Regions from separate parts of the Sorghum bicolor genome. Here region 1 is linked to region 2. The links are chromatin contacts, called in public HiCAR-type maps. All regions are on one chromosome and are shown on one strand. The core of a region is the stretch at or near the end of the contact, and the rest is flanking DNA. Distances in the headings are between cores, read along the strand shown. Region 1 holds the start of LOC8071344 (GDSL esterase/lipase At5g45910). Region 2 holds the start of LOC8069167 (F-box/LRR-repeat MAX2 homolog).

The links. HiCAR-type assays count read pairs that join an accessible place to other places.
Region 1: a HiCAR-type map of leaf shows a contact between it and region 2, with 2.4 times the contacts expected there. The contact joins the promoter of LOC8071344 here to the promoter of LOC8069167 in region 2. A contact is called at or near these places in 1 of 4 Hi-C or Micro-C datasets (leaf mesophyll) and 1 of 1 datasets of contacts at active chromatin or transcription factors (leaf).

The regions. Positions count from the first base shown.
Region 1 is chr10:3,471,015-3,476,423 of Sorghum_bicolor_NCBIv3, forward strand. It overlaps LOC8071344 (GDSL esterase/lipase At5g45910), which reads right to left and starts at 3,849. Exons shown (of 4, transcript XM_002437816.2): 1 at 3,480-3,849; 2 at 3,118-3,327; 3 at 2,578-3,000; 4 at 1,105-1,562. The coding sequence starts at 3,732. The coding sequence ends at 1,345. It overlaps LOC8069173 (probable beta-1,3-galactosyltransferase 14), which reads left to right. Exons shown (of 7, transcript XM_002436463.2): 7 at 1-474. The coding sequence ends at 23.
Region 2 is chr10:3,309,586-3,315,356 of Sorghum_bicolor_NCBIv3, forward strand. It overlaps LOC8069167 (F-box/LRR-repeat MAX2 homolog), which reads left to right and starts at 3,716. Exons shown (of 1, transcript XM_002436454.2): 1 at 3,716-5,771. The coding sequence starts at 3,901. It overlaps LOC8069166 (probable thiol methyltransferase 2), which reads right to left and starts at 3,525. Exons shown (of 8, transcript XM_002437809.2): 1 at 3,309-3,525; 2 at 2,440-2,570; 3 at 1,939-2,025; 4 at 1,199-1,299; 5 at 1,029-1,128; 6 at 190-236; 7 at 1-3. The coding sequence starts at 3,492.

The DNA of each region.
Region 1 (5,409 bases), core at 2,599-5,098, 160 kb after region 2:
AGGTGTCCGAGTCTGAGGATTGATGTTTTCTTGGTTGGAGCACAAACTACGGATCTCATAGTTGACCTCTGCCCCTCACCCAGTAGATGTGTTTGGAGTATTCATTTGATTCATCAGGTACAATCATTGTGGGAGCACCGCTGAAGGAACCTATACCGGCTGGCGTCATAACCTAGTACTGTAGCAAAGGCATTCTCATTCAAACATTCTTGTCACAGCAGCCTTCATTGCTCCTTTTGCGTTGGAACGTTCATCCTGTATCGTAGCAAAAAGGAATTTTGTTGTATAGAAAGTACGGAGTAGAAGGAAACAATGCATTGTCAATCGATAGATCATATACATACATCTTCTGATGCTGTGACTGACTGAATTAGCGATATTCCCTGAGATTCTCCTTTTGGAGTAAACGCTGAGTCGTCTACTTCGTCTGATACAAACTAGTGAGCAAGCTGAGTCTTGAGGGTGATCACTCTAGCAACGCTTTCTCATTCTACATTCTTGTGACAGCGTTTTTATTTGTGTCTTTGCACTTTAATTATTTTTTGAGGGGAGCTTGTAGTCTGCCTTTCCTCTCCAGCTGTGGTATGGATCTCTAATTGGGATAAACATTTAAATGGGAAAGCAAAGTGATTGGTCACTCGAGCTGTTTTCCTGATGTCAAGTCCAATTAGTCCACAATAATTCAGGCCACTTGGAACAGCAACTTGACGAATTATCTCAGATGCATTTAATTTCATTTGGAAGGAGCAGTGTTCATATTCATCAGTCAAACAGCTTTCGCTGTCTGGGCACTGAAAGGTTTGTTGTGCAGCTGTGCTCCGGTAGCGGCACATGGATGAAACGAAACAGATGCTTGGAGCGCGGTGTTTCACTTTGCTTTTGTTGGCATTCTCATCCCGAATTGGTCACGAGCTCGTGCCTTCGTGATGGTGCGTTGCAGCGTTGGAGCCTTGCGCAAAGACCCCTGTCACGGCCTTCACGTGCCCTGACGGGTGACATGGATAGCCTGAGACAGGAACAGGATTTACCGTGGGAGATTGATTGCTGGAAAAGTTTTCTCAAAAGCCCCGACCACATGCCACGCACAGGCAGACCAGAGTAAAAAGTTCCATGAAAATATATACCATTTGATTTGTAAATGAAGACCAGTATACATAATATAATATATATAAGTTACAACAGGGAAGAACAAGAAAAACAGATGCATGCAGTTGCCGAGACACTTTTTTCCCGGCAACATAAACACAGAAGATATAATAACAACAACAACAAATAAAAAATAGTAATTAATTAATCGGTCCCCGCTCGCTCTGCTGCCCCTGAGTCCCTGACGATGGGCTTAGCTTAGCTGTGGAGGATCGCCGGGCGGCAGTAGGGCCCGTTGAGCCAGCCGTCGGTGATCTGCTTGTACGCGGCCTCGGTGAGGTGGATGCCGTCCCAGCTGAGGTGCGCCGCCGGGTTGGAGCACGCCGAGGCGCCCGACATGCCGCACCGCGCGCTGTTCTGGTAGTTGTACTTGCCGCCTCCCGCCCCGCAGCACGTCTGGAACACCGTGCTGAACCCTGCAGTATACGTTGCAAAAGAGAAACACGCGGTGAGACGCACATCACACGAAGCAGGAGGAGCAGTGCGCGCTCCGGCGCGGGCGGGAACGCAACGTGCAGGAGCAGTGCAGTGCCCCGCGGCGCTGGCCGGCGTTTCAATTCGCATGTGTTGGGTGGGGAGGAACGTGGCCGGTCTCGGTCTCGGCAAGTTCGGGAACATGCGCGGTACTCGTCTCACGACCGCGACGCCGAGGCGGAGCCGGTGCGTCCGCGGTCCGCCATCATCGTCCCCATAATTGGGGTCGGGGCTCTCTCGCTTCGCGCCAGTGCGGCAAGATCCGGCAAAATGCGCGCGGCAGGGCAGGCACCAGGCAGCCGTCACGAGCGCGGATCGGGGCCATTTTTCTATTCGCCGCCGCACGACACGCCCACGCTTCCGCAGTGCACGAGGAGCAACGGGCATGTCGTCCGTCTCGCCGCTGCAGACCGCCGCAGTGCAGTGCAGGCCCGCACCCTGAACCCTATGTCGTGTCGTGCACATGGATCGGATCGGACGGACACGCATACTGGGTTTTACACACGTGACGAGATTCGAACGGGCGGCACGGCAGGGGCGGGGCCTCTCACGCGCTTGCACGCCAAAACGCGTAGAAGGTGAGGTGACTGACTGCCACTGCCAGGACGGCGCATTGAAGAGGCGCGCGCTCTGCGACGGATGGACGGATGTGGGGGGGCCGCCGGAAGCGCCAAGCGCGCTGTTTGAAAGCTGGCCTGCGCCGGGCAGTACCCGCCAAGCCGGCCGTCGTCACGGATGCTCGAGGTGCGTGACAACTTGCTTGCAGCGGTCACAGACACCAGTCCGTCTACTGCTACCGTTTCGTCACCACTTGACTCTCGTAGTCCCGTCCCCTATCCGACCACATGTGCGTGCGTCGGCGGTCGATCGCGAGGTCGGCGACGACGACGACGGCGGCGGCGAGGAGGGACCATGCATGGCAGGAGTATGTATATATATATATATATATATACGTACCGTAGCTGCCGGGGTTCTTGACCATGTCGTAGACGGCGGAGTAGAAGTCGGCGTACATGATGCGGGCGGACTTGTACTTGGCCTGGAGGCTGGAGATCTGCGTCTGGAGCTGGTTGTTGTGGTTGGTGGACAGGTCGTTGAACTTCTTGAGGCACCCGAGGCTGTCGTAGTCGCCGCTGTTGGAGGTGCCGTAGATGGTGAGGTAGATGGGGAAGCAGCCGATGGGGAGCACCCCGGGCACCACGATGTCCGTGGCGCCCATCGCGATCAGCTTCTCGACCCCGTTGGCGATGGTGCTCACGATCTGCGGCGTGTACGTGCTCGCCTGGTCCGCGTTGTAGTTGCCGAACAGCATCGCGTTGTAGTCGTTGCCCCCGAACTCGCCGAACACGAACAGGGAGTTGCCCAGGTAGCTCTTGCAGTCTGCGATTGATCGTGGTGACCCGACAGACGGATGCAATTGCAATTGATCGATCGTCAGGGGACCCATGGCGTGGCACAGAGAAAATGACAGGCTTTTTTATTTCCATTCATGCTCACCGTTGCCGCAGACGGCGGAGGAGATTTGCTGGAACCACTGCAGCTGGAAGCTGATGGGCCCGTTGTTCCAGATCTTGTCGGAGAGGCCGAGCGAGCGGAAGAAGGGCGCGTCCATGGCGGTGGCGCCGGTGATGGCCATGTTGGCGCCTTTCTTGAAGTCGGCCGTCGTCGACTTGGACGGCGGGAGGAACGGCAGCCCGAACTTGGAGCCTGCAGCGTTGTGTGTGGGAGCGGAGGACCACCGTACATCAGCATCCACCCACCACGCACCCACAACAGTCCCACAGGACAGTGGGCCAGGCTGCCCAGGCGAGATCCAGCCAGAGCGGAATTTAATTAGGGAGCAGGCGCGCGTGACGTACTGAGGAAGTCCGGGATGACGCGGCCGTCGCAGCAGCGGCACGTCGGCGTGCCGAAGTAGGTCTCGCCGTAGGGCGGCTGGGTGAAGGTGATCGACGACGGCCTCCCGTTGGTGCAGAGGTTCCCGGTGTCGGTGATGGAGTCGCCGAAGTTGAAGACGGCATTGTAGCTCTGCGCCGCCGCCGCCAGCGCCAGCGCCCACGACGACCACACCACCGCCACCAGCGCCGCCGCCATCCGCCGCCCGCTCCTCATCTCGCCTTGCCTCTCAGCCTATACACCGCTACGCGAGGACTGGCAGAGCAGAGCCGGAGCAGTGGAGGAGTCGAAGTCGAGCAGAGCGCTCCCCTTGAACGACACGGTTGGCCTGGGACACCTTTTTATAGCCTCGCCCTCGTGACGCCTGCCACGGCGCCTTCGCCAACAAAACTTTCGCAGGCAGATACAGGTGTATCTGCATGTAGTACTACCAGCGCCTCGCCTTTTGCGCCGGCGGTATCCCGGCGACCACTGTCCCGTGCAGACTGTAGACACGGGTCCCACGGCACAGGACTCGGCCCCTCACCCCAATCGGCATCCGACGGTCCAGATCACGCGCCGGACGCAATTCGGCCGTTACAACACCATCCCCACCGTCCGCGCCGAGCCCTCTGTCAATCTTTGTCTTACCACATGTCATCATCTCATTTTAATAGTATATTAAGCAAGCAAACAAGCACGGCCGACCAGACGCCCGACACGGATCGCGCGCGCCCGTTCCGGCGGTTCCTTAGCCCGGGCGGGGCACCGGCAGGCGCTCCGGCGAGGAGGATGGGCAGCGCATTTTCGTGCGCTGTGGCGGCGCTCTTTTCCTCCACCACCGCTTTGCGATCCACCGGCGAGGCGACTTTCCATGTGATTCTTTTTTTTTCGCGGGGAGCTTTCTAAAGGCCCTTTCGGGTGGGCAATGATGAGGAGGGCCAATCAGGCGCGAGTCCCAGGCGAATGATGGCGATCCACGGGCGTTTTCCAGCCGGTAATCGAGGATTAACCGGTGCGTGGCGTGGCTGGCTGCGCCACAGTCCCGTGCCCGGGACGATTTCCTCTCTGCCTTGCTCTGCTTTGCTGCCTCGGCCCTCTCCTTTTTCTTCGCTGATGAAAACTTGGACGTCCGAGACTTTTTTGGGTTGGTAGGTTACTTTCAGTTTGCAGTATCTCAGGGAAGGATAGGGGGGGGTCTACAGAGTAGTAGAATTGGAGGCAGACGTGAGTGACCGGCACTCGTCGTAACGACGTCGTCTCCTTCTCCTTCGCCCTCACTCTGTAAACTTTGCGCCTGTAAAGGGGAACCTGCACCTAAAATACTATGGGTGTGTGTGTGGTCGTGTCGCGTGCATGTGAAATGTATGCAGTACATGAGCAGGTTGCGTTTGCTTTTATGGTACTAGATGTTTTGCAAGTGTTTCCAAATCAAAACAGAGCGGCACACTATGGATTAATGGATGTATGATGTATGTATGGACGGACAGGTACTGGACATGCCTTAAACTCGAGTACTATTGTGCCATGGGTGCCAACACTGCAACATCACAACAACTTAACCGATGGGATAATGATGATGATGGAGGAGAGGGCCCTGCACGGCCAAGCAGATCACCACCATTAAACTCAAACCTGCCAATGTGTCTCTGCTTTCATTGAAGCAAGCGTGTATAGGAATCTGCAACACAGCAAGGGTGCGATAGCATATGCATGCTTTTTTGTGTGTTTGTGCTCCCAAAGCTGAGAAAAAGCGATGGAACACAAGGCCCACTGGCCCAACCCAGACCCACTTGATGCAGGCAACAAAGAGGGCATGACTCGCAGCGCCACAATACTAGGGCCAGTGATTACACTTTAACAAGGTGGTACTACACAGAAGCCACAGGCATTAGGCTTTCTGTCTCAGTCGAT
Region 2 (5,771 bases), core at 2,466-4,965:
TAACTGATGTTTCAGAAAGGACAGTTCAGCACAACAGTAAAGAATAATGTAATATTTTTGTTTAACAATACTGAAACTGACGGGTCCTTTTTTTGTCAAAAATAAAGAAGTCATGTTACCGATAATAATACAAAGGCTTTTAACTGTAAATAAATTATTACATGATGGCAAGGGGATGGATATTCTTACTCAGCAACTGTATTATTGTAAGGTGGTCCTCCCTCTTGATCACTTATCTGTAATATGATATGAAGCTGTGTAAGAACTTCCCCTCATGGTGAGCAAAGCAATGGAATACCATTCAAGAAGCCAATGCTATCAACCATGCATACAGATTAATTTTGGTGTTCAGTGCTGTACTAATACTTGTATTCAACTTTTCCATGTTTCTGCTTTGTCTTTCCTATTAGAGTAATGACACCGAATGGACAAAACATATTGAGACAAGAAGTATTATGATTTTTATCATGTCTTTATCCAATGCCAATCACTTGAGCTGATGCTCACAAAGTACAACATGTTCATTCGTTAGTTTCAGGGCCATCTCACTCCGAAAGCCCTGAAACACACAGGCACAGGAGTTATTATGATTTTTATCATGTCTGGCTGCTTTTGGGTACTTGTGAACTTTCAAGCACTAAGGTCAGACTAAGTAAGCAAAATCCCTGCTCTGAATCCGATTTACACCAATCTACCAACAATGCACCCACTTTTCTCACTTTCCTCATGGCCCATCAATACAGATTCTACAACATTCCCCATATTCTATTCATTGCCTTCAGAATGTATCCTATCAATATAACTTCCAGTGGAGTACATCATATTGTAATCCCTCAAAGATGGAAAGAGCTAACAACACAACCTTCTAGGATTAGAATACATATAACATTAGAGTAGGTAATTACAAGTAAATGAGAGAATTGAAACTTTAAAGTTCAATTTGAAGAAAAGAGCATCATATGATTTGTACAATGAGTGGGAGCAGGACGTTCATGCAAAGACACACAGATCAAAGATTACATCCTCACCAGATAAATCAAGGTAAGAAGCTCTCCATCTGGTTTTAGAAGCCGGTTAACTGTCTCTGCCCAAGCCACCCTCAAGCTCGGGTCAAGTGCACAAAAGAACCTGCACACATTGATACATATAATTTGAGCTGCCATCAAAATAATAAACTGATAATATGTGTGTCACCTACGTGTAATCAAATATAAGATCGAATTTTTCACTCGGTATCCACTTGAAGAAATCTTCAGCCAGAAAAGTAAAATAATCTGCATTGGGCAAAGAGGATGACCACTGTACACCAATGGAGAAGACAATCAGACATAATTATCCTAAAATCAGAAGATGGGTTGTAAGACAAAAGGCATAGTACAAAAGCTGTATTACAGCTGTGATGGTTGGAATAATGTATATTTTATTCGCAAACAGACTCAACATCAATTATCTGAAAAGCGGGTTCAATCAAACCCATATGATCAATATTATTGATCAAAATTTACAATTTCACAAGCTCTTTGTCCTTTTCTTTGGTGGTGTTGGGCGGGGGGGGGGGGGGGGGGCCCTTATCCACATAAGGCCTTGTTTGGATGTTGTCGTATTTACTTCAATCCATATGTGTTGGTGTGGATTGGAGTGGAATTTAGTTCAAGTTCCACTTCAATCCACCTCAACACATGTGGATTGATGTGAATACGACTACATCCAAACAAGGCCTAACAGAAAATTCATAAAGTTGCAATTTCTTAACATATATGGTTTGGTTTGTGATTAACATTACTTTGGAAAATATATTCTATGGCAGATATCAAGCGTAACCACTAGAAAAACAAGAAGAAAATAGTCAAGATATCAAGCAGGCCCATTCTCAAGATAGCTTCCCTTAACTGATAAGTGATAATCAACATCTTGCTCAGCTACTGGTCATAAGCATACCTGCTTAGCCTTCTTAACAGCCAGATCAGAAATATCCAAGCCAACAACAAAACGTTCAGGACTTGCCAGAGCGACCACATCGTATCCCTGTTATACAAAAGCAACTCAATCTGGGCAAATAAGCTAAAATCTAAGTTCCAGTTTGTAATATATTATTATAATGCCAGCAAAGTGTGTTCCTTCTTATAGTATCGTCATGCGCATTTAGGTTTGTAAAATGGTCTACAGTACACTATCACACATACAATCTTCAATGAACAGGTTGATATTGCTAATGTATTGTATTATGTATTTATGTCAGTTGGGTACTGTTGTCAAGGCACATCACATCAGCTCTCAATTACTACAATGGATAAATGGAGAAAACTAGGCACATTCTATGACTGGTATCTTAAGGTGAAAGTAATAGTCAGATTTTAGTCATGAGCTTGGTTACTGGGGAGAAACTAGGAGAAAAACAATAGTGGTGCAACCATCTGACAGAAGAATGAAATAATTTACCATTCCACATCCAGGAACCAAAGCTCTTCCTTTTGGGAGTGTTCCTGATCTAACAAGATGCTCGATGACAGGTGTTGGCTTTCCCAAATCCCACGGGGTCACACCAAACTCCCAGGACTTCTCCCACCCATCTGATGAACAATGATTTAGAAAAGGCAACTCAGAATCAACAGACTCACATGCATGACAAATACAAGGCATGCACAAAGTGAGCTGGAATTTAACAAGAAATTAGACGCTATGAAGCGTCAGCTGGTGATTTTGTCTGCTGACAACCTAATATGAAACTGCAACTGTCTAGCATACTCATCACAATGGCAGCTATTGCTCTACTAGAAGTCTAGAAATACCATTCTCTGCTTGATCAGCAACGCAGCAATGGTTTCAGTTTTTCAGAATACAACATTTGCCTTACAAATACAGACAGCATCTTCAAGCACCCCCCCAATTGTGGTTTTATTTTGTCTGCTTTCCTCACCAATTGCTGGGTTTCAATTTCAACTGAGATAACTTGAGTTTCAGCCCCTTCATTTCACTCTCACAGGTGGAATTCGCTCTCAAGCGATGCCTCTGTAGCAGCACTGGAGCATCATCCCCAACAGCTTAACCACACCACCGTTTGTCCGTTTGTGATTCGTCGCCATTGTTAGGTCATTGCTGTGTCCAAGCTCCAACTAACGAGAAACCCCAAGGTACTCGCTCCAGCCCACTCCACCGATCAGGAACCCACCACGAACATCGGCACGCGCACACCCACCCCTAGTACAGGCAACCAGACCAAACGCTAGCGACCACTCCTCCGAATTTGTCTCCCAAACGGCCAAAACCGCAACAACCAGCAACGAGAGACGATTCATGATCACACTCACCTGCCGCGTCGCCTGTGAAGAGCTCCCGCAGCCTCCCCACCGCCGGGTTCTCGCCGGGATCCCTTCTGCCGCCCGCCGCCCTCGCCGGCGCCGACGACCCCATCGCCCGCCGCGGCCGCGCGCGCGAGGCCAACCACCACCAGCGCACGGGCCCGGGCTCGCCTACGCGAGGCAGCGCCCTCATACGCCTACGCGAGCCTGCCAGAGGGGACGGAAAGACAAAGACGGGAAATGATTTATATTTCCAAAAGAAGAAAAATACTCCCATGTCGATACGGATAGGATAAGATAAAATTATTATTATACAGACAAAAAATAAAAAGGAAAAAAAGAGATAGAGCTGTCGACTAGTATATCACTTCGCTGTGGAGCTTCCCGTGGTGTCCCCTCGTCCCCACTCCACCCGCCCCCCCTCACCTGCTGCCGCAGGCCGCATCCCCCCTCTCCTCCTCCTCCTCCTCCCCCCAACTGCCCCCCGCTCCGCCCGCGCAAGGGAAAGGAAAAAAGGGCTCGACGACTTTGCCGGACGCGGCGGCGCATCCCCCATCCCGTCCCACCCCCAGCCCCCCATCGCCGCGTCCCATCGCATCGCATGGCTGAGGACGCCGCGGCGGGCTCCCCGCTCCTGGACCTGCCGGAGCCGCTGCTGCTCCACATCCTGGGCTTCCTCACCGACGCGCGGTCGCGGCACCGCGTCGCGCTGGCGTGCCACAGGCTCCTCGCGGCGGAGCGGGCCACGCGCGCCGCGCTCTCGCTGCGCGGGGACCCGCGGTCGGACGTGTTCCTCTACCTCATCAGGCCGACGTTCTGCTTCCCGGCGCTGGAGCGGCTCGACCTCTCGCTGGTGTCGCCGTGGGGCCACCCGTTCCTCTCCTCCGCGGCGCCGTCTGCCGACGCCGTCGCGCCGGCCGTGGCGGCGGAGGAGGTCGCGGGGCAGAACGCCCTCATCGCGGCGCGCCTCGCCTACTGCTTCCCCGCCGTGTCCTCGCTCGCCGTCTACTGCCGCGACCCCACCACGCTCGCCAGCCTCACCCCGCACTGGAGGTCCCGCCTCCGCAGTGTCAAGCTCGTGCGCTGGCACCAGCGCCCGCCCGGCCTCGACGCCGGCGCGGATCTCGAGCCCCTCCTCGGGGACTGCCCCGCGCTCAGGGCGCTCGACCTCTCCGAGTTCTACTGCTGGACGGAGGACATCCAGCCTGCGCTTGCGGCGCACCCGGCAGCCGCCGCGGCGCTCACCGAGCTCGACCTCGGCCTCGCGGGCGCCACGGACGGGTTCTACGCCGCCGAGCTGGGGGCCATCGCGAGATTCTGCCCCAATCTTCGCAAGCTCGTGGCGCCCTGTGTGTTCAACCCTCGGTACGTTGACTTCGTCAGCGACGACGCGCTTCTCACCATCGCCACCAGCTGCCCCAAGCTGTCGATCCTGCGGCTCCGAGAACCTTTTGAGCTGGCGGCCACCAGCCAACGGGAGGACGCGGCAATCACCGTCGCAGGGCTGGTCTCCTTCTTCGCTGCACTGCCGGAGCTAGAGGATTTCACGCTTGACCTGCGGCATAATGTGCTGGAGACAGCGCCGGCCATGGAGGCGCTTGCCCGCAGGTGCCCACGGATCAAGTTCTTGACGCTGGGGGGCTTCCAGGGGTTGTGCAAGGCATCTTGGCTGCACCTCGACGGCGTTGCTGTGTGTGGTTCGCTGGAGTCGCTATGCATCAAGGGTTGTTTGGATCTCACTGACGCCAGCCTTGCTGCCATAGGTCGTGGGTGCGGGAGGCTTGCTAAGTTCGCCATCCATGGCTGTGATCTTGTCACATCAGTTGGGATCAGGAGGCTAGCAACGGCGCTTCGGCCCACAATCAAAGAAGTCAGTATCTTGCACTGCCGGCTTCTGGACACAGCAACATGCCTCACTGCTTTAAGTCCGATCCGTGATCGCATTGAGAGTCTTGAGGTCAGCTGTGTCTGGAAGGAAGTTGAACAGCCTGAGAGCGTGGCCAATGGCACAACCGGATGTGATCATGAAGATGATGATCTCGGTGAAGTGACATATGAGTCTGCATCGAAGAAATGTAGGTACATGGAATTGGATGATCTAGTCAGCTGGGAGATGCTACGTTCACTCTCCCTCTGGTTCCCTGCTGGTGAGGTACTCTCCCCACTCATCTCTGCTGGGCTTGATAGCTGCCCTGTTCTAGAGGAGATCTCAATTAAAGTGGAGGGTGATTGCCGTGCACGCCCTGGCCCATTTTTTGGCCTGAGGTATCTTGCAGGCTTCCCAGTACTTGCTAAGATGAAATTGGATCTGAGTGAGGCGGTTGGGTATGCTCTTACTGCACCAGCAGGCCAGATGGATCTCTCTCTGTGGGAGCGATTTTATTTGCATGGTATAGATTCACTAATGACTCTGTATGAGCTGGATTATTGGCCTCCCCAAGACAAGGAAGTGAACCAGCGTAGCCTGACACT